Linked DNA regions of Sus scrofa: region 2 is linked to region 1. Evidence: chromatin contacts called from public HiChIP or PLAC-seq data. All regions are on one chromosome and are shown on one strand. The core of a region is the stretch at or near the end of the contact, and the rest is flanking DNA. Distances in the headings are between cores, read along the strand shown.

Region 1 (6,631 bases), core at 2,887-5,386:
TGAGTCCCACGTGGATCAGACCCACGTCCTTATGGATGGTAGTCGGGTTCGTTGACCTCTGAGCCAAGACAGGAACTCCAGAGTGCTCTTTAAAGAGCAGGCATCAGAGACCGTCACCGAAAGATGGGAACTTGAGTCAGTGGTGAACTCCAGGAATTCTACTCAGTTTCCACTCATGTTGTGGCTTCTTTCTGGTTGGTTGGCTGTTTTCAAGTTCTGTCTGGAGCTGTTCACCAAATGGCTCTCGGTGGAGTAGAGAGGCTTCTTTACCAAAGGCTTCTGATTCTTCAAAAGAAAGGTGCCGTCTCTCCAGTTCTCTCCAGCTGTGTGGTCGAGGGACTCACAGTTGAGTTTCAGAGCTTTCCTCTAGGAGTACCTAGCTTGTGTTGACATAACCTCAGAAAAAACTTCCCTTTTGCCCCCCTAGTTTCTGGCCAGAGTCCTGAAAAGCTTACCCTTATTCCATGACATGATTCCTTTAAAGCCACGTTAACAAAACAAAAGCACACGAACTCCTTAGCCTGCTGGTTCCCATAGAGAGCATGCTTTTGAGAAAGTTTTAAATGGGCAGCAATCCTGTGAATTACTGTGGCTTGAACTTTCATTAGCATTTTTTTGTTTTTTGGGCTATATTCTGGCACCACCTGTTTTATTACATTCTTTAAATATTAACCCTGCAATTTAGCGTCATCCTGAGCTAACTAAAAATATAAGTTTGGGGTGTTTAAATCGCTGCCTGTGTTTTTTCCTAATATCCGTGAAATTAATACATGCCTGTAAAATAAAACATGTTGGTTTGTGACCCACTGTTGGTATTCCACAGCTTTATGGGAAGACAAGAACGTGTGGCATGTGGTTTTTAACTAAGCGTCTTTCTTACCCCGAGAGGTGCTGAGGGTGAAATGACATCAGAATTTCTGACAAATATTCCTCATTATTTGGGTGACTTTTGTGGCGGTAAGTTAGCAGGTGCCCATTTCAGAGTTTAAAATACAGCTGACTTGCTTATATGTGCTTGGGTTCTTTTATTGAGCATGAGGTAGGCAGCCAGTGAATAGTGTAGGAAGTTTATTCAAAACTGTTGTAGTCTTAAAAATTGAACAGATTGTGCCCCTTTCCTGTAAGGAGCCAGAGAGTAAATAGTTTAGGCTCTGCGGGTCTCCTCACAACGATACAGCTGTTCAGCACCGTGGTTGTGTACTGAACACACATGAAAATGTGGAACATGAAAACGTGAAGCATGGCTTTTCCTAAAACAGCCATAGGCATGTGGCTGTGGCACGGAAACTTGAATTTCAAATGATTTGTATATCTCATGAACTATTATTAATCCTTTTTTTCCCTTCAATCATTTAAAAGTGATAGATACCCTTCTTAGCTGGCAGGCCACACAGGAACAGGTAGCATGCCAGATTCTGGCCCGCGGGTAGGTTTGCCAATTTCTATTATAGACTGAGAGAAACTCTGAGTCAGTCTCCCCATTTTACAGAAGGTAAGTTGAGGTCCCTGTTGAGAGTATATGGGGTGCTGGAGTTCCCAGAGCCAGACCCTGGCTTTCTTTGGGTTGCACGCCACTGCCCTCTGCTGTTGATGGTGATAATAGCCTTTGGGTTAAGGAGAAGTGGGACATTTCATGAAGTAACCCTCAACAATCAGAGAGTGAAACAAACCTATGGTTTATCCACAGTTGTTTAAAAAAAAAAAAAAAAGGGAAAGAAAGAAAGAAAAAAGATTGTCAGAGGACTGAAAAGCTTTATTAGTTTCACCAGCGAAAATTTTGTAGGCAGCCATATAAAATTACACATTGAAATAAGTTATTAGATAAAATTTTTATGAGATTTAAGAAACCCTCCTTTTGCTTGGGGGATTGAGGAGCTCAGAGCCATGTGTCTATAATCCTTAGGGCTGGATTTAGCTTTCTGAGAAACACTTTGCCCAGGCAGGAGCCTTTCTCTCCTAGTGTCCTGGACTCTTGTCGTCTTAAGGGTCAGAGTGGTTTATATTCTCAGTGATTTGTCTGCTTCCCTCTTTTTCTGGACCTCCTGGCCAGAATTGATGCCTTTGCCAATATTTGCTTGCGGGGTCCCGATTTAAGTCATTAATATGTATTAGGGTAAGAGTCCTGGGGCCTGACTTCCACCACTCTCTGAGCTAATAGTGGTCCTTTGGTCTTAGAGCTCCATGTGGGTTGCTTTCGTGAGAAGGGAAAACATTTTCATGTACTCTTTTTTTCCTCCTGTGAAATCAGTACATATTTGTTGTAAAACAGTTGTTATAAAAACTGAAGTCCCATATTTTCCCACCTCCCACAGTCCACCCTTAGATGTTGTTTCCTGGACTTTTTCTGGGTTGGCTTATACATCATGCTGCCAAGTTAAAAGGGGATCAGGCGGTTCCAGAACTGAGCGAGGTTTGGAAGGGATAGGATTGGGGTGAACTAAAGCAGAAATCCACTCCTCCTCGTGACCTTTTACCTATACACTAGGGGCCGTTTCTTCCTGCTGGTTCCAGCCGAGTGGAAGTGTGGGCTCAGGGTTGCCAGATTTCTTGTTGTTTTACACATTGGCTCAAATTAAAAAAAAATAACTATTGACTGCATCCCCTGCATCTGTCAACCACTTGGTTCATTGGTCACCTGTTTGGCGTAGACGGTTAAGGGTTTTCTTTTTACTTTTTAAAAAATTTTTTGGCTGCACCTGCTGTGATGGAAATTCTCAGGCTAGAAATTGAACCTGAGGCATAGCAGTGACTCTAAATGATGCAGTGACAATGCCAGCACAAGAGAACTCCAGGGTTTTCTTTTTTAACTTAACCTTATGTTCTGAATACATTTTTTGTTTTCCTTTTTGTCTCTGTCTTTTGCTTTTTTTGGGGGGGGGACACCTGTGGCATATGGAGGTTCCCAGGCTAGGGTCAAATCAGAGCTGTAAGCTGCCGGCCGAGGCCACAGCCATAGCAACTCAGGATCTGATCCTCGTCTGTGACCTACACCACAGCTCATGGCAATGAAGGATCCTTAATCCACTGAGCGAGGCTGGGGATGGAACCTGCGTCCTTAGGGACACTAGTCAGATTCATTTCTGCTGTGCCTTGACGGGAACTCCCTGAATACGTTTCTATGTTTGTACGTAACCATTGGGAGCAGCATTTCTGTCCTGTCCTGTCCCATCCAGCAACCCTGCACTCTTCTGTTTTATTTCTTTATGGCCACACCCAGGGCATGTGGAAGTTCCCGGCCAAGGACTGAATCCAAGCCATAGCTGTGACCTAAACCACAGATGCAGCACTGCCACACCCCCAACCCACTGCGCTGTGCTGGGGATTGAATCAGTGCTGCCACTGAGATAAGGCCGGATGTGCTATAGCAGGAACTGGTTTTTTTTTTTTTTTTTTTTTGTTTTGCTTTTGCTTTTTAGGGCCACACCTGCAGAATATGGAGGTTCCCAGGCTAGGGGTCAAATTGGAGCTACAACTGCCGGCCTACACCACAGCCACATCTGTGACCTTCCCACAGCTCACGGCAATACCAGATCCTTAACCCACTGAGCAAGGCCAAGGATTGAAGCTACACCCTCAGAGTTCCTAGTTGAATTCGTTTCTTTCTTTCTTTTTTTTTTGTCTTTTGCCATTTCTTGGGCCGCTCCTGCGGCATATGGAAGTTGCCAGGCTAGGGGTTGAATCAGAGCTGTAGCTGCCAGTCTACACCACAGCCACAGCAACACGGGATCTGAGCCGCGTCTGCAACCTACACCACAGCTCACGGCAACGCCGGATCCTTAACCCACTGAGCAAGGCCAGGGATTGAACCCGCAACCTCATGGTTCCTAGTCGATTCGTTAACCACTGAGCCACAATGGAACTCCTCAAATTCATTTCTGTTGTGCCATGATGGGAACTAGAGGAACTCTTTTTTTCTTTTAAGTTTTTATTTTATTTAACTTTTTTAATGAATCCCGTGCTATTCTGTGTAGCTCATCTGTGCATGCCACCAAGACTTGTGCAAGATGCTGCCAGCCCTTTGAACATATAAGTTGCTTCCACGGTTGTGTAAGTAGAGGAACTAGCATGAATCATTAACTCCACCACCGCTCCCCCGCTCAGAGTGCTGGGGTGTGTGGGAGGGAGGGGGCATTTTTTTCCAATTTGATTCTATGACTCATGTTTCATGTAGTCAGAAGGGCACTTAGCACAGGCTGGGATTCTGTACGTGTAGATAATAGATGACGTGTTTGAGCCCACACTCGTGAATTGTACATCAAAGTCTAAAATCTGATTAAATTATTTGTGACTTCAAAGGCAATTAGTTCTTCCTTTGGGCAAGATTTATGGCTTTATAATAGGATTGGCATCCCTTTCAAAGCGTAATTGGAACGAGCATTTCCCAATGTCTTTTTGCTTTTGAAAGTGTCTAGAGTGATTTAAAACAGGGTTTCCCAACCTCAGCACTAGTGATGTTTTGGGCCGGATGATGATTCTCTGTTGGGGAGATTGTCCTGTGCCCAGTAGGGTGTTCAGCAGCATCGGTGGCCTCCATTCACTCAGTGCAGGGAGCCACCCCCCTGCCCACAATTATCACAGCTGAAAACATCTCTGGTTATTGCCACGTGTCCTGGGTGGGGGACATGGTCACCCCTCTAGTCCTTATTGAGAACCACTGCTTTAATATACATGCTTTTGAATTTCAGCCGTGATAAAACTCATTGCTTAACTTTCTGCCTGGAGCTCCTCAATATGTACCTTTAATTTAGCATCACTTTCCCCTGAAAATAAAAAATTCCTTTCAAATTTTAATATAGAATAAATAAGCCATAATTCCAACTCAAAGAGATGATAACTGCTAAGAATTGAGTGTTCCTGGAGTTCCTGTTGTGGCTCAGTGGAAATGAAAGACTAGTATCCATGAGGACGCAGTTCGATCACTGGCCTCTATCAGTGGGTTAAGGATGTGGCGTTGGCCTTGAGCTGTAGTGTAGGTCACAGATGCGGCTCCGATCCCACGTTGCTGTGGCTGTGGTGTAGGGCTGTGGTGTAGGCCTGTGGCTGCAGCTCTGATTCGATCCTAGCCTGGGAATCTCCATGTGCCGTGAGTGTAGTCCCTCGCCCCCCCCAAACGAATTCTGTGTTCTTTTAGATTTTTTTTTTTAATTTTTAATTAATTTTTTTTTTTGGCCATGCCCACGGCATGTGGAAGTTCCTGAGCCAGGACTCAGATCCATGCCACAGCAGTGACCAGAACCACACACAGCAGTGACAACACCAGATCCTTAACCCACTAGGCCCCCAGGGAACGCCTGTTTAGATGTTTTCATGTATATAATCACAATGATGGTGCCAGTAATAAGAGTTTGTTTTTTGGTGGTGGTGGAATGGGATTATATGGAACTTTTTGCTGCACCACAGCCATGCCAGATCTGAGCTGCATCTGCAACCTGCACCACAGCTCATGGCAACACTGGATCCTTAACCCACTGAGCCAGGCCAGGGATCGAACTCTCAACCTCATGGATACTAGTGGGATTCATTACCACTGAGCCACAACCCGAGCTCCCTATACACTTTAATTTTGGGTAATATCATTATCACCTATTGCTCTCCTAAATAGTTTTCCGAGTGCCCATGAGTGTTCCTCTTTCCCTCTGAACCCTTGCTAGGTGTTATTATTGTTATTTTTTTTGTCTTTTTGCCATTTTTTTGGACCGCTCCCATGGCATATGGAGGTTCCCGGGCTGGGGGTTGAATTGGAGCTGTAGCTGCTGACCTACACCAGCGCCACAGCAACGCAGGATCCGAGCTGCATGTGCAACCTACACCACAGCTCACGGCAACGTCGGATCCTTAACCCACCGAGCAAGGCCAGGGATCGAACCCGCAACCTCATGGTTCCTAGTTGGATTCGTTAACCACTGTACCACGACCGGAACTCCTAGGTGTTATTTTGAAGCAGGTGTACCACGCAGGTGGAGAGGATGGAGCGCGGACAGCTGTCTGTGTCCATCTTCCTGACCTGCATTACTACTTATTTACGACGAGCCCAGGGTTCTCGTCAGGCATGCGTCTGACCCGCGGGTACTTTTCTGGGCAGCGCTGCTTCTCCTCTCTTCTGTGGATGCTCCGTCACCCCAGCCGCCTTGGTTTCCGTAGCTGCTGCATATCGAGCAGATGGTTTCAAGTGGCTTCTTTGGATGAAGAGGTTTTTCTTTGGTTGTCCTTAGTGTCGTCTTCATTGCTTTTCGCGACCACAGTAGCCAAAAGCGAAGTGGAGACCTCACTCCTCAGTCACCTCCGTGCCCGCTCGTGCTGTCAGCGTCTTGGGTGCCTGAGCACCGCACAGGCCGGCGGGGAGCCTGCTGTCCTGGAGCCCCCGTTCTCATGGCCAAAAAGAGGCAGTAAACGCAAGGGCCCCGGGGCCACCTTACATGGGGCCAGCAGGGGAGGGCTCCCGGGAGGTGGTGTTTGAGCTGCCCCGGAACAGCGAGGACTGCCAGCCGTGTGATCTGGGTGGGAGTGTGTCGGGGGGTCCTTGGAGATCCCAAGTGTAAAGCTTGAGGTGGGCCCAGGTTCGATCTTGGAGGGGCCAAGCCCAAGGGGCTCCTAGGCTGGCGATTCAGAACGAGGCCAGGAAGGTTGGAAG
Region 2 (6,631 bases), core at 1,543-4,042, 180 kb before region 1:
TAATTAGGCCATACGTAATTTAATTTTGGAGTGGTGAAACTGTCTCCTTCATGTTCACTGAATAATCACGAAGCCTTTGAAAATTAATGGACTTGTCCACTGAGTTATTATTCACAAAAGTCTCTGGCCCGTATTTGGTGCTCAATAAATTAATAAAGTTGTTGACGTGAATGGGAATTAATTAGACACCTCAGAAAGAATGCGTCACTCGGTCTGTCCACAGACCTCCCTCTCATTTATTACCTCCAGGCCACTGGACTCTCTGCTTTTCCTGATTATAGGATCAGATTCTCCTCTTTGCCAAAGATAGTCAAATGTCCACTGATTTAAGCTCCCGATATTCACTCCTCTTCTGGGGAATCCACTCCAGAGACAGGCATACACGGGGCCTCATCAACCAGCAGGTCAGTTTCCTACCACGCTTCGTTTTGTGTTTTTTGGTTTTTGGCATGTGGAAATTCCTGGCCCAGGGATCGAACCCACACCACAACAGTGATCCAGGCCACAGCAGTGACAATGCCAGATCTTTAACCCGATGTGCCATAGGAGAACCCCTGCCCAGGTTTTCATTGGGTTGCTAGTTGATGTTTGGTTCTCGTGGGGGGTTTTTTGGTCTTTTTTGGGGGGGGGGGGCTGCACCCGTGGCACATGGAAGTTCCCAGGCTAGGGGTCCAATTCTAAGCCACAGCCTATGCCACAGCCACAGCAATGCCGGATCCAAGCCGCGCCTGCAACCTGCACCGCAGCTCATGGCAACACCAGATCCTTGACCCACTGAGCGAGGCCAGGGATCGAACCCGCGTCGTCAGGGATACTAGCCGGATTCGTTAACCACTGAGCCACAACAGGTACTCCAGGGTTGCTAGTTTTTCTATTGTTGAGTTTGGAGAGTACTTTGTCTATTTTAGATAATGGTGTTTTATCAGATCGTGTCATTTGGGAATGGTTTCTCCCACTCCCTTGACAATCTCCCAGCTTTTCTCGGATCCCCCAGGAAAAACGGCATTCTCCCTGCTGAGGTTGCTGAGAAGATGGAACAGAAGCCAGGAGCCCCTGGCAGCCATTTAACCACCACAGGGAAGAGGCAACCTGAGATGAGAACTGAGAAAAAATGAAAGCAGACGGCTCACAGACAAAAAAAAGGACAAATGGCTCACAAACATATGAACATAGAAAAATAAGATCGCCTCTTCTGAGCAAAGTATTTACAGCTGAAAGGGGGCATTGTTTTTCACTTATCACACTGGTAGAATGAAAACATTTTTGATATTACAGTGTGTTGCTTTGAGTGTGTGGGGGGGAATATCACTGTAAATTGAACTTGGGTTTGGATACAGGTAACAGAGACAGGACAAACTGGTGCCTTAGGAGCAATACAAGTTGATTTCTTCTATCATGGAAGAGAAGTCTGCAGGTCAGCTGTCCAGGGCTGGTAGGGTGGGTCCGTTTTCCTAAGGGACCTGGTTTCTGTCTGTCTGCCTGCTTCATCTAGCACATCCTTCTTAAAGTCACAGGACTCGTGGGAGTGCCCATCGTCGTGACTCAGCAAGTTTAAAACCGGAAATAACGTCCATGAGGATTCAGGTTCAATCCCTGGCCTTGCTCAGCAGGTTAAGGATCTGTCATTGCCACAAGCTGTGGCACAAGTAGCAGATGCGGCTCAGATCTGGCATTGCCATGGCTTAGGCTGGCAGCGGCAGCTCTGATATGATCCCTAGCCTGCGAACTTCCATATACCACAGATGTGGCCCTAAAAAGAAAAAAAGGTCATAGGACTCATAATGGTGGCTGAAGCGCCATCTGTCACATCTGCATTCCTGGTGGAAGGAAGCAGGGAGAGAGAGACAAGTACGCCCTTTCGTTTCTGGAATCCCCACTCACTTCTACGTGCATCTCATTGGCTAGAACTTGGTCCTGTGACTATGAAATTGCAGGGTAAGCTGGAAAATTTAACCATTATCCTGGGTGGTAAAATGCTAGACTAAAAATTCGCATTCTGTTAATATGAAGAAACAGAAAAATGGATGTTGGGAAAGTAATTAGGCATTCTCATACATTAGTAGCAGTAGAAATTGATATAACCTTTATATTCTTCCCAATTGCTTTTCAACACATTGCTTCATTCGATTCTCTCCACATTATCAGTTTTTTTTTTTCCCAGATAAGGAAACTGAGGCAACAACAGATGAAATAACTCATCCAGGATTGTATTAATCAGGATTCTTGACAGCAAGTGGCAGAAACCCAAATCACATTGGCTTATGAAAAGAGAATTCAGAGGTTTACTGGATTGCAAAGATTACTGGCTTCAGGTATGGATGGATCCAGAGGGTCAAACAGTGAAATCAGGACTCTCTCATCTCTTTCTATTTCCTTTGTGTTGGCTTCATTTTCATCAGGCTTTCCTCATATGGCGGTCCTCCAAAGCCCACAGCTGATACAACCCTCTGTCCCATCATATCGTGGGAGAAAAAGAGCACTTTTTTTCCAGGATTTCTAGTAACCACCCAGAACTGACCTTCACTGGACTGCCTTGGGCCACATGCCCATCACTGAGCCAATCACCAGGGCAAGAGATGAGCTTTCAAGGGTCCAGGCAGACTTGAGGCACTTACTTATTCCTGGAGGTTGTCAGCCTCACCAGAAACTGAGACCATGTGGGGAGGGGACATTTCCCCTGAGGAACCCTGGAGTGAAGCTTCTAGAAGCAGGAGGAAGAGTTGTAGGTAGACTGAACTACAGACGCTTACAACAGTCATGTGGTGAACTGGGGGGAGGGCCAGGCCAGGAGCAGTTTCCCAGTTCCGAGTCCCCTGTGAACCGCAAGTGCCCCGGCTCTGTCTGTTGCCTAGGAACTCACTTTAAAAATCACAAAATGTAAACAGAGACTAAAGGAGAAGTAATCAGAAGAGAATCACACTCGGAGGGGAGAGACGCAGAAGGCCCCAGGAAAAACGCTCAACTATTGGACTCTATTACCGTATTCACCTTGTCAAAAAGTTTGGAAACCTGATGAATTACATTCCAAAGGACGGAAATAATTTGCAGATGCGATCGAGGAAACGCTGTCAGTTCTCTTGGAGAAAGCACGGAAAGTGGGACCGGCTGGAAGAGTGAACCTGGGCAAACGTACACAGGTTTTAAAGGCTGAATCCCAAACCCTACACACTGATTGGCTGGACTCTGATTCTTCCTCCTTGTCTCTCTCTCCTCCGGCTTCTTCTCTTGCTTTTTTTTTTTTCATTTTTTTGACAGTTTTATTTTGTTTGGTCTTGTTTTTGCTGCACGTGTCGTGTCAAAGTTCCTAGGCCAGGGATCGAACCCGCCCCACAGCAGCAACCCAAACCACTGAGGTGACCATCCCAGATCCTCAACCCACTGTGCCTTAGACAGGTTTTATTGTGGTTTAATTTACGTGTCATTGAAGTCACCCCTCTTATATGTTCCATTCAGTAATTTTTAGTGATGTCTCAATAGAATGCAGTTTTTTCAGCATCGTTCCTTCACCTACTTCCTTTTTTTCCCCCTTTTTCTGCTGCACACCCGGTATATGGACGTTCCCAGGCCAACGGTCAAATCCCACCTACGCCACAACTACAGTAATGCCAGATCCTTAGCCCACTGCACCAGGCCAGGGATCGAACCCGAGCCTCCACAGAGACAAGACTGAGCCACAGCGGGAACTCCTTTCACCTTCTTCAATTTAATCCCTATTCCCACCCCAGCCCCAGGCAATCACAAATCTTTCTGCCTTTATAGACTTGTCTTTTCTAGGCATTTCTCCTTCTTTTCTTTCTTTCTATTAGCTGTGCCCATGGCATAAGCAAGTTCCCAGGCCAGGAATCGAGCCCACACCACAGCAGTAATGAGAGCCACAGCAGTGACAATGCTAGATCCTGAACCCATTGAGTTACCAGGGAACCTCTTCTTTCTTTCTTTCTTTTTCTTTTTTTTTTTTTTTGTCTTTTTTCCTTTGAGGGCTGCATTCGCAGCATATGGATGACCCCAGGCTAGGGGCTGAATCAGAGCTATAGTTGCCAGCCACAGCCACAGCAACTCGGGATCCAAGCTTTATCTGAAACCTACACCACAACTCGCGGCAATGCCGGATCCTTAACCCACTGAGCGAGGCCAGGGATTGAACCTATGTCCTCATGGACACTAGTCAGATTCATTTCCACTGAGCCATGGTGGGAACCCCCACCTATATTATTTTAAACATCAGTTAGAGCGTGTGCATGTTCTGCATATTTATATTACACTTTGGGTAGCACTGGTTTCCCCTTTCTCTGGGTCGTAGCACCCATATTTTTCCTGTGTAAAGTGCTCTCTCCCCCACCTCTAATTCTTGTAGATTAACTCCAGGAGAAGGAGCTGTGAGTCAAGCAAGGCCAGTAATTGCCTTTTTGCCAAAGCCATAGAAAAGCGTGATATGAGTGTGTATATCTATTGCCACCTGCAACCAAAAGAGTTCTACCTGATACTTTGCTGTTTCAAACCATGCTTTAAATTTGCAAATATATTTGGGGGACAACTTTCTGCATTAGTACATAGACCTTAACCACATTGATTTTAATTGTTATGTAGTCACACTATACACTTGCATCATATCTCATTTAAACAATTTCCATACAGTGCCTGTGGCTAAAAAAAAAAAAATTTCCTCTCACTATTCTCCTTGACTGTGCTCCTCCAGAGCACAGACCAGTGCTCAATCCTCGCCTCAGAGTTTTTCAAACCTCCTGTCTCAATCCAAAGGTTTCACAGTCCATTAGTAGGTTGGGAAATTAATTTTCTGGGCTATGACTGATATTTCATTTATAAACAAACTAGACTAGACTGAAATGAAATCGACAATAATGGAATGAAGTATCAGAATCGGGAGTTCCCTAGCAGTTGGGACTCTGCACTTTCACTGCTGTGGCCCAGGTTCAATCCCTGGTCTGGGCACTGAGAACCCACATCAAGCTGCTGCTGCCGGCAAACAAACAAAACAAAACAAACAAACAGAAAAAACGAATACACTAAATGATGTATTGAAACCAATACTTTCATTTCAGTATATGGATACACTACATGTATACTAGGTCATAATAGAATATTTATATTTTACAATGGATTGGTGTTTAAAAGAGTGAAAAACATAGCCACTGACTGTCCTATTATTACCTAACTTTTTACACAGGTTCATTTTTTTCTCATAAGCCAAGCACTAAACTTTCAGAGTGCGTGTCCTTTTAGACTTGTTTTGTTGGTGGTAAAATGCTCTTCCTACCCTCAAACCAAAAAAAGCTTTGACTCAGTAAAAGGTAAAGGAAATTCTAGGTCGTCTCGGGGTTTTGTTAACAGGGAGCACTGAGGATTTTCGGTAACATAAGGGAAAGGGGGGGGGATAGTTTGAGATTCTGATAATCTCTTCGAGCTGAGCGAACAGGGAGCCCAGACAGGGGTGAAGGTCTTAAGAGGCCCTGGCTTTTCTAACAGTCTCTAAGAAGCAAAAAACCCCAATTTCCTTTTCGAGTGCCTCGTGAGCCATTTAATTTAAAAAAAAAAAAAGAAGGCCTCAAGTGGTGGTCATTCAATATTAAATTAAAACTGTCTATTCCTAAAAGTTTGTCAAAGATTGTTTTTTCCTTTCGTCTAGAACAGAGATCAACAAACTGTTTATGTCAAGGGCCAGATAGGGAGTTCTCTTGCAGCCCAGTGGGTTAAGGACCCTGCGCTGTCATTGCAGAGGCCAGGGTCACTGCTGTGGCGTGGGTTTTTTGCTCCCTGGCCCAGGCACTTCCACATGTTGTGGGCGTAGCCAAAAAAAAAAAAAAAAAGGGCCAGATAATAAATATTTTAAGCCTCTTCCTCAATGACTCAATTCTGCCATTGTAGGCCCAAAACAGCCATAGACGAAACATAAATCAATGAGTGTAGCTTTCTTTTTTTTTTTTTTGGTCTTTTTACAGCCACACCTGTGGTATATGGAAGTTCCCAGGCCAAGAGTTTAATGGGAGCTGCAGCTGAGGCTTACACCACAGCCACGGCAACACCAGATCCGAGCCGAATCTGGGAGCTTCACTGCAGCTTGTGGCGCTGCCAGATCCTCAACCCACTGAGCGAGGCCGGGGATCAAACCTGCATCTTCACAGAGACCATGTCAGGTCTTTAACCCACTGAGCCACAATGGGAACTCCAAACATAGCTGACTTTGAATTCACATTATTTGTACATATTGAAACTTGAATTTTATATCATTTTCATGTGTCAAAAAATTATTCTTCTTTTGATTTTTTTTTCAACCATTTAAAAATAAAAACCAGAGTTCCCATCATGGCACAGCAGAAATAAATCCGACTAGGAACCATGAGGTTGCGGGTTCAATTCCTGGCCTTGCTCAGTGGGTTAAGGATCTGGCATTGCCCTGAGCTGTGGTGTAGGTCACAGACGGGGCTCGGATCTCAAGTTGCTGTGGCTGTGGTGTAGGCTGGCAGCAACAGCTCCGATTAGACCCCTAGCCTGGGAACCTCCATATGCCACAGGTGAGGCCCTAAAAAGACAAAAGACAAAAAATAACTAAGTAAAAATAAAATAAAAAACTATTCTCATTTCAACCATTTAAAAACAAAAACCATTTTTAAAA

What was found. HiChIP or PLAC-seq counts read pairs in DNA pulled down with a chosen protein or histone mark.
Region 2: an H3K27ac HiChIP or PLAC-seq map of alveolar macrophages shows a contact between it and region 1. The contact joins two enhancer-like sites. A contact is called at or near these places in 1 of 47 Hi-C or Micro-C datasets (epiblast stem cells) and 1 of 2 datasets of contacts at active chromatin or transcription factors (alveolar macrophages).

Annotation. Positions count from the first base shown.
Region 1 is chr17:49,303,621-49,310,251 of Sscrofa11.1, reverse strand. The region is part of intron 13 of ZMYND8 (protein kinase C-binding protein 1); the gene reads left to right. Among named protein-coding and RNA genes, the nearest start is that of ZMYND8, 83 kb to the left of the region's middle. Within about 2 kb of position 4,136, at least 21 of the 83 cell types and tissues checked have an H3K27ac peak or open chromatin away from gene starts, as enhancers often do. A contact at or near this core is called in alveolar macrophages, where this site is marked.
Region 2 is chr17:49,480,577-49,487,207 of Sscrofa11.1, reverse strand. No RefSeq gene overlaps it. Among named protein-coding and RNA genes, the nearest start is that of NCOA3, 44 kb to the left of the region's middle. Within about 2 kb of position 2,792, at least 28 of the 83 cell types and tissues checked have an H3K27ac peak or open chromatin away from gene starts, as enhancers often do. A contact at or near this core is called in alveolar macrophages, where this site is marked.